Regions from separate parts of the Mustela erminea genome. Here region 2 is linked to region 1. The links are chromatin contacts, called in public Hi-C maps. All regions are on one chromosome and are shown on one strand. Each heading gives the region's core, a stretch centred on a gene start, on an enhancer-like site or on the middle of the called end of the contact. The rest is flanking DNA. Distances are from core to core; before and after follow the strand shown. Region 1 holds the start of ZFAT (zinc finger protein ZFAT). Region 2 has its middle 93 kb from the start of ZFAT.

What was found. Hi-C and Micro-C count contacts between places; a contact is called where the count stands out from the background.
Region 2: a Hi-C map of fibroblasts shows a contact between it and region 1, with 2.7 times the contacts expected there. The contact joins the enhancer-like site here to the promoter of ZFAT in region 1. A contact is called at or near these places in 2 of 3 Hi-C or Micro-C datasets (fibroblasts and skeletal muscle).

Annotation. Positions count from the first base shown.
Region 1 is chr16:77,797,835-77,805,040 of mMusErm1.Pri, reverse strand. ZFAT (zinc finger protein ZFAT) reads left to right here and starts at 5,622. Exons shown (of 16, transcript XM_032316054.1): 1 at 5,622-6,263. The coding sequence starts at 6,245.
Region 2 is chr16:77,889,067-77,895,752 of mMusErm1.Pri, reverse strand. No RefSeq gene overlaps it. Among named protein-coding and RNA genes, the nearest start is that of ZFAT, 93 kb to the right of the region's middle. Within about 2 kb of position 5,127, the one cell type or tissue checked has open chromatin away from gene starts, as enhancers often do. A contact at or near this core is called in fibroblasts, where this site is marked.

The DNA.
Region 1 (7,206 bases), core at 4,373-6,872:
GGTCAAAGCAACTCGCAAGGTCAATGCCGAAGTCAGCGTAGGAGAGGGTTACACATGCATGGGATGTCGGGGGGTGTGGCTCATGGGGGCCACTGTTGTATGACTCCCCGCGGGCACCTTTCCTTTCTGCTGGCCTTTACGAGAACGACTAGAACCCAGCATATTGTGTGGTTCCAGGGTCCCTCAGCTCAGCCTCAGCTGCTCCTTTCTACAGGTTCCTCCTCTCCTCTGCCCCTGAGACCAGACCCCGTGCATCCTGCCAGCTGCCCTGGGCAGATTTCTGCACATTTGCCGCTGAAAGTGATGGTTGCCTGTCGCGAACTCCTCCAGGGGCTTTTTCATGAGTCAGTTATGAGAAGTTTGCAAACAATAGTAACGCTCTGTCATCCTCGCTGTTAACGTGGGCCTGGACAGCCGTCTCGTTCCTCCCTGTTCCTCCACCACCGCACCACGCAGATCTCCAGACACTCTGTGCGCTCTCCTGCCCTCTCCCGGCTGCGTGTCTTTGCCCCAGGTGGATCAAAGAGATGTGACCCAGCACAGCCACCATGGTGTCCACAGAGCTTCTGAGCTGCTGCCCCGTTCCTCTGTCACAGTTCCCCCCACCTCCCCCAACCCCATGTGGGACAAGCGCACATATGCGACTTGTCCAAAGCCCCAGAGCTTCTGTGTCATAGAACTAGGACCTCCCTCCCTTCTTTTCTTCTCTGGAAAGGCATTCTGTGCCCATGAAGGAACATTCAACTGTTTCCGAGGAACGTTCAGTGGGAACTCTAGCTCCTGTGAGCCCAGATCCCTCGGCTCAGACATCCTCACAAAGCTGTCCGCGGTCTCCGGCTCCCTTTCTGTCTTGCAGACTCCCTCTGCATGTATAATCGTGTTCACGCATAGCCTATAAAAAGTGTTTCCCAAACGGTAGCAAGCTCCACACATGTCCTGAACTCTGCTTTTCCCTCAGTGGTGTAGCTTAGAGTACACTCCTTATCAGTACTTATATTTCAGCCTTATTCTTCTAATCATGCTTGGATGAATCAGCCCTCTCATCACAGATGCCCAGATGCCTGTGCTTTTTCAAAATCTCTCTCTCTCTTTTTTTTTTCCTATTAGAACAGTGCTGTCCATGCAACAGCCGTAAAATCGTGATGTCGTTATGCATTGTTCCTTTTCCTCACCTCCTGGGTTCACCCCTTTCTCCACCCCCTCCCTTCCCCGCGTAACTGTTTACTGGGCCCCAGTGATGAGCCTGGCACTCCACTAAGCTCTGGCAAGGCTTTTGTTTTTCCTTCTTGTTGCTGGGATCCGAGGCCACACGTGCCCCTTCTCTCACACAGCCCAGTTACTTCTGCTTGCAGTTGGTTTCAAGAATGTTTATGGCACTTACAAATCCATTAACTTTTTTGCTAAACTATTCAAACACCACTGATAAAAACTTAAAACCTCACGAATCCTTCACCATTTATACACATAGTCAAACCACCCTGTTTCGATATAACGATGCGTCGAATGTAGCATCTCTTGAATGCTTCCAACACCCAAACCCCCAAACTTTTTACTGCACCCAGAGCCTATTTGTAAAAGTCATAACTATTGATTTGATCCATTTCTTCGTTCTCGCTATAAAACTTATTTTTGTACTTTTCCAGGATGGCAATATCACACCCAAAAGTGAGAGAAGATCCCGTTGCCCAGGGACGCCGAAATCACAGCTTTGGGGTCATTGGCTCTTGGATTCTTAGCTGGAGCACAGAACCTTCCAAGGTGATTCAGCTGGCAGCCGGCGCTTGCTGGTTGGGACACCCAGTGTCATCACGGGTTCAACGGCCGTGTCAGCACGACTTACAAGCAAGTGCTTGTAGGCTCAATCACCATGTACAGTGGATCACAGATACCTCCCTTCCTGCCTGTTGACAACAAACTTCATGACGCATCATTAGCATTCCATTGTAATTGGCAGGGCCTGGAAGCTGTTGGATCTGTCAGCGGTCCTGGTCCTCCTAGGACATTCGGCTGATCCATTCACTTACGACACCATTTCTGAACCCTCTTTCTACCTGGTTATTTCTGAGACTGCGGGTCTGGGCTAGCCCTTTCTGGTTTGGGTACGGTTTCTGCTCCTGCTGGAAAATGTTGACTTACTCCGAGTAAACTTACCCACTCTTCTCAACTTGTACAGATGTAGAGAACTTCAAGGAGGAACAGATCCCCATGTTCACCTAATGTACCCGCTTACTAAAATATTCCATTTTTACCCTTTCTCTGAATTACAATATGCTTTGTAATTACGTAATAACTTTTCCTCTTTTATGGTGAAATACTCATGCCTTTTGTAGACTCCGTTTAGAGGTCAACAGTGGAGACCTAGCTGTTGTTGGTGTGGTGCAAGCTATCATAGCCTGGGAGGAGGGGGCCCGGTTCTCAGCTGACTGCTGCCTTCCAGCAACAGCCCAGCACTTTTGCAGTATCCTGCTTTTCCGGCAAGAGCAAGATGTTTCGGGCCATTCCAGTTTTCCCCTGCTCCCAAACACAGACTCAGCTGTTTTGAAGGAGTCCTGGCTACTGCTAAAGAAAAATATTATTGAGATCGATATTTGGGAGCTGAGGGTAGATGCGAGGGCCGAGGAAAAGACAGAACTCAGAAAAGACGTTGCTCCTGAGATCCTAATTTTGTTCACAGTGAGACTACTCATGCCGTTCTAATATTACTATCCCCTTTTCTTTTATATAATTTTAAATGGATTTTTCTCTGCGGTGTGCCTCTGTAGGTTTTTAGCACTTCACTCAGACTGTGATTATCCCCACCTCTGATTTTATCATTGCCATGTGCCTCCAGGCCCATTATTTTGAGGTCACCCGTGAATATCCTTTATCAAAACCTGCTTTCAAGAAAGTGCCTTATAAAATCATGTATATATTCTTTTTTGTCTAAGTGCGTATTTATCACGCAGCTATGAGAGGCAATTATAAAATTATTGACACAAATATATTCAATTAGAGTGTTTATTATATAACTAGAAGCCATTTCGTGTTGATAAAGCTGTCGACACAAATTCTTTCACGTGCTAGCCTCGAGGGGTTGACCGCCATCAAAGGGCCAGCTGGGAAGATTGGTCTCCTCTGGGAACCACTGTAGAAGTAGGATGCAATTTATATTTAATTCTACCGGTGTTCATTAATTGAAGGCATTTTGAGATATTACAGGCAAATGAAAAGAATAAGGATGTTCGCTGATTGAAAATGTGTAAATCATTCAGCAGGGTGATGGACGAGCCAAGAGTGGACTCTGTTTCTCCATCTGCAAATCTGGTCCCATAGAAAGGGATGCTCTCTTGTCCTCAGACGCCTGTGGCCAGGGCAGTTTTCAGTAATGGTAAGTGTTCAGTGAACCTTCTTTGGATAGAGGAAGAAGTAATGCCATGGGAATAATAGAGAAAATTGTAGCTGTCTAAATAACTAACTCACGACCACCACGCATAATCCACAATTGCTTTTTTTTTTTTAATTCAACTTTGTTAATATGCTGAGGCAAATTTTAAATCGCTTCATTTCCAAAATTCATTTTGGTCACAACATCCAAGAACAATCCATCTGCTAATCAATAGCTAACATTTATTGCTGCTGCAAGAAAGCAACCCAGCACAAAACCAATATTGTCAGCAACCAGAACTCTAATTTCCTGATAGAAATCGATTCACAGCAAAATAGTGATTATTGTAAATATTTATAGTTCTAAAAGGAAAAGCGCATCAATGCAGCTTTCTGGACGGTTCATTTCCAAATGAAATCTGTGATGGGCTCCACCTAGCCATCTGTTTGCAATGTAGGATGTGGTGGGTGCGTGGCAGGAACCCTATGATTACCTTGGACTTGGCTCTGTGGGAGGCACAGTGGGTCATGTGGACAAAACTCTGATGGTGATGGGGTAAAATGGGAAGAACACTGGGCATGGAGAGACCCTTTCCATACCTGGGTCTTCACTGGCTTGCTGTGTGATCTCAAAAAGCCACATAATCTCTCTGATTGTTCCTTTTCTCATCTAGAAAAGAACAATAATCTTATCTGTCCAATTTAACCTCCTAGTTGTCATGCTGATAAAATGAAACTGCGGCGGTATCTCTGAACATGTATCTAGTGGACTGCCCAAATTTGGGGTCTTATGACTCTATCTCCCAAGAACAGAACCAAGGAGCAAGACACAAGGCTTCTGAGAATTTCGATATGCCATCCTGAAGTGCAATGCTCTTGGGCGTTTTACTATGGAAACACAGGTGACAATGGGAACGAATGGGTTCATTCAGTACTACTACCGCGCACAACAAAGACCCATGTGGCATCTGTGTTTCTGGTCTAGCTCGGGCAGAGGGCTGTGCAAATACATAAACACAATCATGTGGGGAATGGGGCAAGGTAAGTTAAGAGCCAGAGCCAAGGGAACACACAGGCATGAGAGTCAGGGCTGTCCCAAGGAGGTTATCTCAGGTTGACCAGCAACAGGGTGGAGGTTGTCCCAGAAAAAAGAGACTTAAAACAGGCAAAGACAAGCTTTTCAGAGGAACTGTGAAAACAAATCGTGTTTCCCAAACCTCTCACCTGAGGTTCCCTTTTACATTTTTTTCTCCTTGTCTCTGGATATCTACCCTTTTCTTGAAAGTTGACTAGTTTTTAAAAATGTAAAGCAGTTGGGGTGCCTGGGTGGCTCGGTGGGTTAAAGCCTCTGCCTTCGGCTGGGGTCATGTTCCCGGGGTCCTGGGATCGAGCCCCGCATCGCATCGTGCTCTCTGCTGGGCCGGGAGTCTGCTTCCTCCTCTCTGCCTGCCTCTCTGCCTACTTGTGATCTCTGCCTGTCAAATAAATAAATAAAATCTTTAGAAAAAAAAAAAAAAGTAAAGCAGTTGTGTTTATTTATTTTTATTTTTTAAAAGATTTTACTTATTTATTTGACAGAGAGAGAGATCACAAGTAAGCAGAGAGGCAGGCAGAGAGAGAGGAGGAAGCAGGCTCCCCGCCCAGCAGAGAGCACGATGTGGGGCTCAGTCCCAGGACCCCGGGATCATGACCCCAGCCGAAGGCAGAGGCTTTAATCCACCAAGCCATCCAGGCGCCCCAAGCAGTTGTGTTTAAAAACTATATTACCACCATAAATGAAAAACACCATCATTTGTTATAAACAAAAGAGAGCCTTAGAAGTCCACAAAACTAATTTATTCGATAAATAACTGTCAGGCTCATTTCTAGTTTCTGGGGCCACAGGAGTGACCAAGACGAGAGGGAGATAAATTCATGTCAGGTGCTAACAGATACTGTGCAGATAACAACAGAAAAGGGACTTAGCAGGGTTACTTTGGATGGGGTGGTGCGGGAGGGCCCCCTTGGAGATGTTAGTAGAGCTGAGATCGAAAGGAAGTGGCAGAGAGGATCCCCTTCACAACAAAAACTAACAAGGTCATCCCATCTCAAGCAGACAGGCTCCCTGCAGAAGGCTGTGCTCCAGCGTTGGAGAGGCGGGCTCAGGCGCAGCTGGGACTTTCTGCAGGACAGTCAGGACGGAAGGCGTCCCCTTTCTCCAGGTGGCTCCAGGCTGCTGAATTCTGGCTGAACGACCCAGACTCGATGGAGAGCATCCCGCTTCGGGGAAAGTCTGCAGCCCTCGAGATGGAGGGAGGCAGGCTGTCACCACCGCGACTGACAAATCAGTAAACTGAGCCCAGAGAAAGTTAAATCGCTGCCCCAGATTAGTTAGTAAAGAACAGAACTGGGACAGGAACCCAGAATTCTTGCACGTTTAGCCCGGGGAGTCCAAGGATGCGCAGGCGGGTAGATCTGCGGGCTCCCGGCCGAAATGGGAAGACTCCCAATCCTGCGATCAGTATTCCAGGCCTCTCGTTAGCGCTTTCCCGGAGTGGCTCAAAAAGTGGAGCGGTGGAACCAGCGGAGCGGGATGCAGAGCGCGGCCGCCGGGCTGGAGCATGCGCACTAGGCCGCCCAGCCTAGACGCTCTCGGCGCTGGGGGAGGGTCACCCGAGGCTGACGTCCGCTACGCCGGCGTCAGCGCCCCGTGAAGAGGAGGGCGAAGACTCCATCCGCCATGTTGGATGCCGCAGATTCGCCATAACCTCGCCGGCTCTTTTCTTAAAAAAATAAAAATAAAAAGCAAAGCATCAGCGGGGCGCCTCGCCTTCGCGGTCGGCGCGGGAGGGGGCCCGGAAGGGCCCGAGGCTTTTTTTTCCTCCGCGGTGGGGGTGTTGCCATGGAGACGCGGGCGGCAGGTGAGCCGGGCTGGGGGTTGGGGTGGGGATGAGGTGGGGGTGGGGTGCGGCGCGGCGCGCGGGAACCCGTTTCGAGTTTGGAGTCGAGAAGAAGCGCGCGGGCCGCCGGGCGGCGGAGGGATCCGCGGTCCCGGGCGGAGAGCGGACGTAGCGGCGTCCTTCGACGGCACGTTCGGCCGTTGGTGGTATCCCGCCGCCTCGGGGTTTTATTTAAAAAAAGTCACGAGAATGCTGCGCTCTCAGGAGTGAGCGAGGGGAGACTGCGCGCGCGCGCGGGGCCGTTTCTAGGGCGACGGGTAGGGCCGGCCGCGCGCCTGCGACTGAGCGCCGGCGTCCTGGCTGGCGGGAGGTTCGAATCCGGCCTGCCGACTCTGGCCTGCGCTCCTTGCCTGGGGCCCCTCCTTGCCTGGCCTCGCCTTCCTCCTCTGTGAAATGGGTAGCTCCTGTGGACCCATGGAGGAACGGGATTTGATTGCGCTCCTGAAGGACCTTTGTGTCCTGTGGAGGGAGCCATCGACTCCAGGCCACAGCGCTGTTGCTGCCGCCGGTGACCGGAGCACGCCGTGATGGCCTGTGCTTTACCCTCTACCTGCCGCCCTGTTCCTCACCCTTTCAAGTTAAACTCAAATGGCACCTCCTCCAGGCGGCCGTCTCTGGTTTCGCCGCCGAACCAACCTCTCTGCGGACTGCCCCAGTACGTGTTGGACTTTCCACTTAACACCCGGTCCAAGAGCCTTGACGTTGAGCTTGGGGCCGGTCACCTGTGGTTAACAGCATCGCCCGCGCTCTGGCACTGACCTCAGGCTGTCGGCTCCGTTCTCGCAGCGGTGCTAATTTGTGTCTTTCACTGACGAGGGACGAAGGTTCAGAGGGGTCAGCGTCATGCAGTTCTGAGCAGACAGCCCCGAGGCTCCAGCTGGGGATGCAGTCCAGACTCCTGCGT
Region 2 (6,686 bases), core at 3,878-6,377, 91 kb before region 1:
AAAATAAGTCAGTCAGAGAAAGACAAATATGGTTTCACCCATATGTGGAATTTAAGAAACAAAACAGATGAACATAGGGGAAGGGGAAGAAAAATAAGATAAGACAAAAACAGAGAGGGAGACAAAGCACAAGAGACTCTTAACTCTAGGGAACAAACTGAGGGCTGCTGGACGGGAGGTAGGTGGGGGGATGGGGTCACTGGGGGATGGGCATGGAGGAGGCCACGTGATGGAATGAGCACTGGGTGTTACATGCAACTGATGAATCACTGAATTCTACCTCTGGAACTAATAATATGCTACATGTTAATTAAATTGAATTTAAATAAAAAAAATTAAAAATAAATAAATAAAAACTTAAAGAAACAAAACATGGTGGGAAAAAAAAGAACAGCCCACCACTTTCCTGGGGTCAACTCATTCGTTCCTCTGGAGTAGCTGTAAATAGTCAAGATGTTTCTTTCAGACTTGCTTATGCTTCTTGACTTCAAAACTAATGATGAGCAAGATGCTGGTAATGATAATAGTAAAAAATGGCGCATGGCCCACGTTGTCTGAGACTCCGTGTCCTACTCTTCTGTAGTGTGTGTGTGTGTGTGTGTGTGTGTGTGTGTTTGTACATGTGTACTGGTTCCTCCCAGGTGACTTTTTTTAAAGTTTTTTTTTTTTTTTAATTTATTTGAGAGAAAGCGAAACAGAAATAGGAACAGAGAGCATGAGTATGGAAGAGAGGGAGAAACAGGCTCTCCACTGAGCAAGGAGCCTGATGTGGGGTTCAATCCCAAGACCCTGTAATCATAACCTGAGCCGAAGGCAGATGCTAACTGAGCCCCCCAAGTGACTTTTTTTAAACCAATTATTAGTTCGTAGAAGTGCACATAGCAATGTTCCAGCAGTGACAATCACACATAGTAAAGGCACCAAAACCTTGGAAGCAATGTAATAAAAGCTACTGGAGACAGCCTCACTTAATTGGGTCTCCCAAAATTAAGAATGTAATGCTACTTGTATGAGCAGCTCCACACATGCAGGGTACAGCTATGGTCCTATTATTTACTTTTCCAATTAAGTTATTGAGTAATAGTTGCTGCTTTAACAAATATACCCCTAAATTTTCATTTATTTCTCACTTATGCAACAGTCCATGCAGTCACATTTCTTCCTGTTGGAGCAAAGGGAGCACCAATTTCTCTGATAAAAGTAGGAGCCTTTGGTCATGTCAAGGCAGGTGAGATAAGGAAAGGTAAAAGTCCCAGCAGCAGCAGCACCACCATCGGCAGAATGCCTTCTGTAATAGTCTATTTCCAAATTAGATGAACTGGCCACCAAATCCTGGCTTGGCCAACAGATAATCGTGTGACCTTGGCCCAGCCACTTCCCCTCCTGAAGTCTGAACTTCTTTATCTGCAGAGCGGAGCTAACATTGTCCTAAATAGGACTGCTGGAGGATGAACTGAGAGAACACAAGGAAAACTTGAAGTTTAGTCCCTGTTTTGTGGTCAGTTTTTAATCCTCATTACTCCCCGTTCATTCAATGGTTATTTTAACTACCTTCCTACTATCTGCCTAATACAGGCATGGCTTTGTGAAGGCTCAAAGACATGTAATAGCTTTCTCCCTCACAGAGCTTATAATACATTCATTGGTTCAATAAGCAATTATTTTTTAAACGATTTATTTATTTACTTATTTGAGAGAGAGTGTGTGCAGCAGGAGGGGCAGAGGGAGAGAGAGGAAATCTCCAGCAGACTCCCTGCTGAGCACAGACACCGAGGCAGGGCTCAATCCCACAACGGGGGAACATGACCTGAGCGGAAACCATGGGTCCGCTGCCTAACTGACTGAGCCACCTAGGTGCCCCGGTTCAATAAGCAATTATTGAGGGTCTATTATGTGCCAGGCACCCTGGTGGGGGTTAGAGCATACATAAGGTAAGTCGAGGCCCTTGCCCTCAAGCAGCTCACGTTCTAGTGGAAAAGGGAAGACATGACAATACATACAGTGTATCTACAGCCCTGAAAGAGAAGAGCTACACCTGGAGTGTGTGGCATGGCTGTTTTCATAGGCCAAGAAAGCGTTGATGAACGTCGCCAGGTGGAGGGGCCTGAGCAGAGAATTCTAGAACAGCTGAACCTGTGTGCACAAAAAACATGGCAGTTATGAGAAGCTGCGAGTTTTCAAAATCTGTGTCCTTGCAGAGGTACTGGGAGACACGGCTGAAGAAACTGGTGGAGAATGAAGTATAAAAAGCCACCAGAGAAGCGCTCTCTTTCCCCAAGAGGCAAAGAGGAGCCAAGAAGACAGTGCAGCTGTTAGAGGACCGTGCTCAGTGTCCTACCCTTTGGAACAGTCCGTCTGCAGTCTGGGGTATGGTGGAAGTGGGGCTGGATGAGCTCAAGACAAGGTGAAAGGTCCAGTCCACTTGTCGTCCAGATGGGAGAGATAAGGACTCACACTAAGGCAGTGGCCGAGGCAGTGGGGAAGCTCCATGGCTACCACCGCCACTCAGGAGGAAGATCATGGGACACCAAGCGGACAGAACGAAGATGGGGATAAACTTAGAACAATCCATGCTACTGGGTGTTTGGCAGTGGCTTGACGATGACCAGGAAAAAGAAGACCAGGCTTGGTGAGGAACTAACACACATGTAGTGAGTTAAATAGCGTATCAAGAGGAGAACGATGCTACATACAGAACACCACTGGGCTTTAGATTATTGTGCCGAATTAGACAAAGGAGCAAATGCTACCAGTTCAGACTAAGCAAACAATGTTTGATCTCTTTTTCATGACTCTTCTTTGCATAATTTTTCCCCTTTTCTGGGAGCAACCACACTGATACACGTAGGAGTACTTTGTCTACTCTCCTTAATGACAGCTGAAAATCTCTCATTCTAGGCCCAAAGCAGCAGTTATGAAGATACTATGTCCTCTTCTTCCCCTAGATTTGCTTCTCACTCTGCTTGGTATCTTGGCTATTGCCAAAGCGTTCTTTCATTGCATGAGTGTGACCATGTAATTTCTGGTGCATTTTAGAATAGTCCAAGATTTATTGAGAATTCATAATTTCGTAACTTCCCAGAAAATCTTAGGGTCTGAGTTATAAATATAAACACGGTGCAGTCTGCCCCCAAGAACTTTATGAAATAGGCAGGGAGCCCACTCAGACTCAATAGCTAGTTGTTCAGTAGTATAGTGGTACTAAGGGAGACACTGGAAATACAAAGTGGAACTAGACACAATTCCTGCCGTTAAAGACTTTTACGTCTGATGGGGAAGGCGAATAAATCAAGCCTTAAAGGAATGGGTGATAAGTGATGTATTAGACCATAAGATGCCTTGGGAGCAAGAAATAGGAACAGCCAACCCTCTCTAGATGTTCAGAGAAGCTTTCTCTATGTGACGTGTACATAAATCACAGAACACAAAGTCTACTAGGAATAGACTCCAAAGCAGGATATATACCAACTGCTATGGAAAAGGGACTAACTCATTCCAACTGAGTAGATCCAGCAAGAGTTTTTGGAAGAGACCACATTTTAGTTGGAACTTGGGAGAGTCAAGTGAATTAACTCCTGCAAACAAAGTGGGAAACATAAGGGCATGTTTGCAGAACAGGGTGATATCCTTTAATAAGATCAGGTTTGGGGCTTTAAGACAGAAGGAGACAGACATACCCTTTTTAAAAAGTTACAGGATAGGGAACATAGTCAATAATACCGTAACAATATTGTATGGTGACAGGTAGTGACTAGACTTATCATGGTGAGCACTGAGTACAGAATAGAATTGTCAATCACTGTTGTACACCTGGCATGGACACAACATTGTAAATCAACTATATTTCAACAATAAATTTTTTTAAGTCAACAGCAAATCTAGAATTAAAAATACTACAACGTTCAAGAAATACCACGAGGCAGTAAGTGGTTAAGAGCTGTTAGAGGAAAGGCTGGAAGCACAAGTTTGGTGAACAGTGAGGTCACCAGGATGTCTGAGTCATAGGTGCCTGCATGACCCTCTAGCCAGAGGCTCCTTGTGGGCTGTAAAGGCATTCTTGCCCACCGGTGGACAGTGGGAAAATGATGACAGTTAACTCGGTTAATCTTTCCTCAGCCATCCAGAAATCGTGAGGACCTGGAGCTCCTTGCTACATGTTCATACTTTAACTAAAACTCTAAGAAATTTAGGGGCCTGAAGGGAACTGAGGACAGCACTTTTCTGCGGCTCGTTCAGATGCAAATTGAGAAGCCAAAAAAGTGACCTCCAAAAGTTGCACCAAGGCTATCCAGCCCTTATGGGGATGGGGATGGGGTCCGTAGGGAGAGCGAAGGGACCCACAGATACGGAAGGGAGCTCTTTATAGGTTTTTCTGGGATGTTCTTTCCACCGCCCTGTAGGACAGAGTCGGTGTCTCTGCCACTACCTGGCGTTGAACATTTAATCTTTCCATCTCTTCACATCCCGTGTCCCCGTTTGTAAGACAAGGAGGGTTGAGCGCCATACTAATAGCTACGTATTTAGGGGTCACTCTACATGCCAGACCAAGCGCTTTCCACTTTCTTCTTTAGTATTACAGGGCGATGCTCATGTCAGGCATATAACAGAGGGTTGATGTTATGCTCGCCCACGTGTCCTTAGCACCCGTCACCACGTCACATTGCTACGATCCTGACTACCTCCCTGTGCTATCCGCACTTTTCATTCCACTTCTCTTCCGATCCTCACAACCACCGCAGCAGACCTGACTAACCCCATCTGACCCATGACAGTTCAGAGTGTGTGAGCAACGCATCCGAGGTCACACAGCAGGAGCTGCAAGGCCAGACGGCAATCCGAAGCGGCCGGACCCTAACACCACGGACTCCGGAGTTCCTAGAGCTTAATCTTCCCCGCACTGGGCCGCGGGCGCCCGTCCCTGGGCTACCGGCCGCCTCCCCCTCCTCCTTCCCGATCTCCCGGGGAACGCCCCCCCTTCCACCACCGGGCATGCTCAGTCGCTCTCGGAGGGTTTTCGTTCTGCCTGAGGAAATTTTTCACGCCGACCCGGCAGCCGGGCCCGCCTCGCCCACGTCTCCTTCTCTCAGGATTGGTCAAATTCAGCGAGTCAGCGACGAGGCCCAGACGACCTCCCTACTCCCCCCCGCCCCCACGCCCAGCAACCCGAGCGCTCAGGGCGCGCGCGCTCCGAGCGTGCGTGCGTGCGTGTGAGTGAGCACGTGAGACCCCGGAACGTGCACCGAGGGCGGGGGCAGGAAACGGGAGGCGAGGGGCGGGGCTGCCGTTGCCATGGCAGTGACGTCAGGCGTCGGGGAGCGAACCCGCCCCTTCCCCACGCGCGCGCGCGCACACGGAGACATGCACACGCGCGCGCACCGCCGCTCTCCCTCAGACACACTGGAGGGAAAGGTCAAACTAAAGGCGAGGGAGCCGGGAGGCCGGAGGGAGCCGCCGCTGCCGCCGCGCGCCATGACGGACGCGGCCGAGGCTGCTTTCTCTTCGCGGACGCCGCCGAGCCACTGCTCTCACCGCGCCCCTCGCCCCCGCCCCCCGGACCCCCCTCCTCCCCGGCTCTCGCGCGTCCCCGCGCCCCCTCCCCATGGCGCTCTGGGCGCGCGTCGGGCCTGGGGCGCGCGCCGGCCGCGAGCAGGCGCGGGCGCGGGCGCTGGAGGGTGGGGGCCGCGGCGGGCGGCCGGCCTCCTCGCGCGACCCCCGGTACCTTCGCCCGGCCCCTCAGCGAGAGCCCGCCAGGTGAGTGCGGCGGCGGGGGCCAGAGGGCGTCAGAAGAGGACAGGGGAGCGCTCAGCCCCCTGCCTGACTCCTTCCGGGGACGCTGTCAGGCGCTCAGGACCTGGCCTCTGGGGGGCGTCGCAGGGTCAGCCTGTCGGGGGGTGGGGGGGCTATTTATTTATTTATTTATTTATTTTGTGCGCCGCTGCCCCTCGGGGTCGGGCCCCTGCTGGTGCGGGGCTCGGCACCGGGGGAGTGCAGCTGCCGGCTAGGAGTTGGCAGGGCGACCCGGGCTTGGGGTCAGGCGACGGGAGGCAGGTGGGCCCTTCTCTGGGGCTTGGTAAAGTACCGGGAGGGGGCGAGGGGCCGAGCAAGGTGCGCGCGGTGGGGGCGGGGGTCTGCTGGAAGCTTTCGGACGGGGTCCTCGGACAGTAGAGAGAAACTCTGCCCCTGGGACGAGGCTCTGTGCTTTTGCCCGGGCCAGCGAAAGTGGCGGATTTCACGGCAAAACTCGGGGAAGCCAGGCAGGACCGGACGGAAGGGAGAGGGACCGGGAGGACCCGTCTGGATGGGGACCAGAGATGAACAAATCTGCCTGTGGGTAGCACTGGGGCATGATGTGTGGACGTTGCCATGCCAATGTTTGGTGTTTGTTGCCTGTGGTTATTTTAGGACTAAATGATAAAAAAGTTACTTGGGAGAGAGGGAACTGCTTGCATGGTCATGAGCTCTTCCCTGGGTGTGCAGGAAATGGGTAAATCTTTCACATTACCACCCGCAACCGAATCAGTGCCCGGGGGGGCTTTTAAACGGTAAATACAAAACTCGGAATGAAACACGGGAATGTCTGTCGCAAGTTTCAGGTGTCGGGCTCCGCGGTCCGTGGGAGAAAAATGGGAGGGCACTGGAGCACTTGATAGGCTCAGGCAGTCCCCTTTTGGTAATGAGCTTTGGAG